Regions from separate parts of the Hordeum vulgare genome. Here region 2 is linked to region 1. A link is a contact called in public Hi-C data. All regions are on one chromosome and are shown on one strand. Each heading gives the region's core, a stretch centred on a gene start, on an enhancer-like site or on the middle of the called end of the contact. The rest is flanking DNA. Distances are from core to core; before and after follow the strand shown.

The links. A called contact is a pair of places that touch in the nucleus more often than the background predicts.
Region 2: a Hi-C map of seedling shows a contact between it and region 1, with 5 times the contacts expected there. The contact joins the promoter of LOC123395877 here to the promoter of LOC123394922 in region 1. A contact is called at or near these places in 4 of 6 Hi-C or Micro-C datasets (leaf, seedling and an unstated tissue) and 1 of 1 datasets of contacts at active chromatin or transcription factors (embryo).

The regions. Positions count from the first base shown.
Region 1 is chr5H:265,063,417-265,066,116 of MorexV3_pseudomolecules_assembly, reverse strand. It overlaps LOC123394922 (tubby-like F-box protein 14), which reads left to right and starts at 1,287. Exons shown (of 5, transcript XM_045089808.1): 1 at 1,287-1,486.
Region 2 is chr5H:265,395,321-265,398,020 of MorexV3_pseudomolecules_assembly, reverse strand. It overlaps LOC123395877 (calcineurin B-like protein 6), which reads right to left and starts at 1,441. Exons shown (of 9, transcript XM_045090908.1): 1 at 1,349-1,441; 2 at 1-109. The coding sequence starts at 66.

The DNA.
Region 1 (2,700 bases), core at 38-2,537:
ATCTCGAAGCAGAAACACTGATTCTATTTCTTAAAAGTAGTAAAATAGAAAACTAATTGCATTCATGTCATACTTGATTTTGCATGAGAATAGTCACGTAACCCCAGTTCCATGATAGACTTTTCCAAAAACAACAACTACATATTGCAAATTTGAAACAACTTTAGTAATTCTAGGCAACTAATGCTAAAAAGTGAAACAACTATAATGCAAAATAAATAAGTCTTGGTGGTAAAAATCACTACAATCTCCAAGAAAAAACATTTATTCTATTTCTTATAAGTAGTAAAAATAACGCATTCATACATCCTAGCTTGTGTTATTTTTGCTGGCATGTGCGAAAAGTATGAGCGCCTTGCATCAATCGACTTATTCACAAAGACAATAATTACTCATATTAGTTCTGCTAGATATATGTATGAATCCATCCGTCCACCTAGCCCATGTCAGAGACACTTGATCAACACAAGAACCTGATCTACTTGAGAAACTAGTATAAAATGCAGCAACACACGAATGAATATGGTCTCCTCACTCTCCTGTTCTTCTACTTGAGGAACTGAAACTAGCACACACATCTAGCAAGCTAAACTCAGACTTAGGATCTAGCAGCAACACACGAACCTGAGCAGTGAGTTGAGGTAGTGACCATTGAGCAGAGATGAGGAAATAGAGAGACGAATCCTGGGCTGCTGCTGATGAATCTCCTCCTTCCGAGTTCCCAGGCGAGAAGGATGGTTGCAGGGTTCTGTTATCATCTGTACTGGATAGGAAGAGAAGCCAAGGTGAGAGCTGCCAAATCCAAGCGAACAGAGGAAGATAGAGAGGCGGGGTACCTTGTCTTGCTCCATGGCATTAGGATAAAAATAAAGGAACCTTCATGACGGGTGGTCAGGCTCGGAGGCACAATTGGTTGCGGTCATGACAGATGGCTTGGTCGTGAGGGAAGGAAGATATGATGGAAGACGAGGTGAGGAAGAGAGGCCGAGTACGTTATGGCGCTGCTCCTCTGTTTGCGCGGTCGACCGACACATCGGGCTCCTCCTTGACCTCCGAGCACCGACGTCGACACCCTTGTTTTTTTTGACACCTTACTAAATGAAGACAAGGAAAAGGGAATCGGGAAAATGGAATCATTTTATTTTTGGTAAGAAAGATAGCAAAACGATGACCGCTGGCTCTTGTCCTGTAATATGTGCGTTCGAGACAACGAGATAGCCGAGCTGAGCTTTCAAGTATATGGGTTTATATATTCTTGAAATAGTGAATATAGCTACTTTTCCGCGGGCACGTGAACTCCCCTGCCCCTACACTCGCCGAGGCACCACCACTTGTTCTTTCCTTCTCCTCCGCCTACCCTCCATTCCTTCCATTCCCCTCCTCCGATCCAAATGGTGCCCCTGCAATCCGCTCCCGGCGGCCTCCTCTAGCCGCGCCCCCCTCCCCCCACCCCCGCATCGGCTGCGCGGTTCGCTTCGGTTTCAAGGTGCGTGCCTCCTGGATCTTGTGCCTCTCTCTCCAACGGCTGCGTTGGGTGATTCTAGGGGTCTCCGCGTTGTTAGATAAGGGATTGAGTCTGCTGGAGACTGGAACAACGGAATCTTAGGTTCAATGAGATGTTTTGGGCTTCTTTCTGGCTTGATTTTGTGGATTTGATGATAATGCGGTGTATTTTGGGCTTGAATTCGTGGGATCTTGGTAGGAGGAAGGAGGTGGCCTATTTTTTATTTTTGGTGGTTGTACACCTTCGTGGGATTCGGTAATGCAGTCAGTAACCGTTGTGTGTGCATATACATGTAATTCTCTCTTATCCTTCGCTCATTTTCCCGTGTGTAATTCCATGTTTCGTTCTGTTTCCATGCTTGTCTAGCTCGTGAGTGTTACCCCGTGTCATGTGTTGCGACTTGCCAACCAGTTTATTTTATCACAATTTCATCAATTTGCAGGCTGATAAAATTAGAAATATATGATAGTTGGCGTTCTAATGTTTGGAAATGCGTTTTGAAAGGCAGTGAGTTCAAAATGCATCTTTAAGTCACTGTAGTGATTTAGGAATTGATGTTCGATGTTTATAGTCAACTAATATGCTTAAAAGTTCTGTAAGGTTGATAGTATTGTGAGTAGGTTGTTAACTAGATCACCTAGTTGGGGGAATAAAGGTGTGTTTCAGGTCTTCTTATAGCAGATCAAAGAAATACAACTTCTCAATGATCCTAAATTAATAAAATAAAGAAATGTTGTTTTCTTCATAATTCTGAATTTTAAGTAAGGAACTTACGGATATTGATAGAAAATAATGGTTGAGAGTTCTTCTTTTTCTCCGTAGAGATTGCTAGAAGTCATAAAGGAATTTATTGTGTATTACACTATTCGGTAGGAGGCAACTGACGTGACAGGGAAACTGAAATGTAACTGTTTCAAAGTTTTGAGTTCAGCAGATCTGGAATTGTGGGCATTATCCCCCCTCCCCCCTCCTCCCTGATTCATACCATGGTTGTGAATTTGTATTGGAAATAGAAATGGAGTGACTTCACTCTTATCTCACTGATAAATACCCCCTCCGTCTCAAATTAAGTGACTCAACTTTATACTAACTCTGTACTAAAGTTAGTAAAAAGTTGAGTCACTTATATTGGGACAGAGGGAGTAACAGATAGTGCTCAATTGATCAATGGAGTGACTCATTTTTTTTGGTAAAAG
Region 2 (2,700 bases), core at 192-2,691, 330 kb before region 1:
GTCAAGATCGCAGCACTTGAGTAGGAGACCAGCGAGCCGTCGCAACCCTTCCGGGAAATCCACCATTTCACACTCCGCCAGAAAACAGCTCAACACAGGTCACACACACCTGCGACAATTAACAAGGAGATGCAGATCAATCATGCATGATTGCCAACCAAAATCCCAACACGCGTGTATTCCAAACACGAAATCAACCAGATATAGAAATCCCATGGATTCCGCGCGCATTCCTCCTCAATCATGCTCTCCTCCGACACGCTTACCCCTCACCACAGATCGGGATCTGCGCGCTGCGACGCAACGAGAAGCACGGCGACGGCCGAGGACACCGAGATTGATGAATTGAGCGGGATACTAAACTGAAGCTTATGCTCTGTTTGGATGTCTATACTGGAGGCCTCTGTATTGAATTGGTTTTGATTCCAATTCAGTCAGGAAACTATAATGGACAGGAATACGAGTTCGGTCGTTTGAACCTTACTGAGGTTTCAATATGGAATCATGTTTGAATGCCAAAGTATGAAATTGCATAGCAATATTAGTATATCCATCAAAACAAAATTTGTAAAATGTGTGACTGCAATTGGATGATTATATAGCATAAAATATGATCAAATATTCTAAAAATCCACAACGGCATCATATAATATTGACACGACAACAACAACAAAAATCACTTGCACCAAAAAATTAGAACACATAGTTTAAATAGGTGTTCCAAATTCTCAACAATAACAAGACATAGTTCCAAATTTAACACAATAGTTCAGATAAGTTCAAGTTCAACATGGCATAGTTCCAAATGTAGCAAAACAAAATATTACATATAGGTTCAAGTTCAACCAGCCAGACAGGAAAACATTATTTGCATAAATTCAAGGCAAACTTCCCCAAAAAATTAGGGTTAGCAAACTTTCCAAAATAATTACAAGGACTCTTACAAAGCTAAGAAATTGCTTGCTGGGAAGAGAAAGGGGGGCAGGGAATGAGACTTGAGTACATGAACAAGAAAGAGGAGTATAGGCAGGGGAAGAAAAAGGAGCGACTGGATCTGGTGGCTATGGAGCAGGGGAGATGGGGACCTCGCAGGCAGGGGAGGAGGGGCATGGGAGCACGGGAGGGAAGCCGGAGCAAAAAAGGGACGCCGGAGCACGGGAAGAGGAGCAGGAGCGGCGGTGGACGGCTCGGGCAAGGCCATGGCGACCACGGGCAGAGGAGAAGGACCAGCGGGAAGGAGGAGGGGGGCGGCTAGGGGAGCTACCACAGAGGGAGGAGGAGGAGGAGGACCGGCGGGGCGGACGGTTATGCCGGAGTACGGAGGAGGACGGCCGGCGAGGGGACTTACCACGGCGCCGAAATCGGAGGGGTATGGCTCCGTATCGTGGCTTCGTGGGAGGGCACTTTCCATGCGAAAGATCCAGCGGGTGTATCGGTTCTATTTCAGTCCGTTTACATTTACATCCCAAATACTATAAATTTTACTATATTTTTGAAATACCAAATCCAAAACACAGCCTCAATACAGTAGACATCCAAATACAGAATCCAAACGCAGTGTTATTTTTTAACACGGTACATAGTCAAACGTTTATATACACGCGCATACACTTATACGTATGAACGTACATATGCATACTCTATTATTATGAGCACCTTCAAAAGACTGAACCGACATATCATCTAGAAATTTATGAAGTCAACATAGATAACCCGTCATCGACGGAACATATCCCACTGAATGTGCATCACTGGAAATTCTAAAATAAATCTAGGAATAAATGCAAGCACGAGGACTTGCCCCTTCGTGGACTCGGGATACCACATTCCCTTTATAACCATCCAACCACAGATTGATTCATAATCCAAACGCAGTGTTAGAGATGAGTTAGCGTGTCACCTCACTGAACCATCCCTCTTGCAAAGTGTGGGTATGGAAGCGACGGTGAGACAAACGAGGCGGTGCTAGGAGAGGTGAGTTAGGGTGTTTTGAACCTTGGAAGGATGTCGTCGGGATCTGATATGTCCCTTGCTCGTATATTTCGTTGAGGATATGATGTTATCATGGACATGGATTTTATTGATGGGGCGGGTCCTTGGAGATGTGTACTATGTGGTAACCAATAATGTAGATAGTGGGACTCCTTTTGATCTATTGTTTGCTTTTCTCGTACTATAATGATGTCCATTTTTTTAAAATTCTTTTTTAGCATATATATATACAAGGTAATGTGAAGCACCTTATGAACATCAGCATGTTAAGAGCACCTCTATTAGGAGACACGTGCAACATCTATTTCAAACATATAAATGTGAATCTTCTATCTTACGCATGTCTTTTTATCCCCTTCGAGGGTGGTATCTACTTGACCCTTCTCTTGTGTGCATGTACGGCTTTGAGCCGAGCTTCGGGGATGAAGATGAGGAGGCAAGCGTGGAACCGACGACGAAAGAAGTGGAGAAATCAGCTCTTGCGCCATCCTGCACCATCCGCGTTCCATCCCATTGGAAATATGCCCTGCAGGCAATAATAAATTGGTTATTATTATATTTCTTTGTTCATGATAATCGTTTATTATCCATGCTAGAATTGTATTTATTCGAAACTCAAATACATATGTGGATACATAGACAAAACACTGTCCCTAGTGAGTCTCTAGTGGACTAGCTCGTTGATCAAAGATGGTCAAGGTTTTTGGC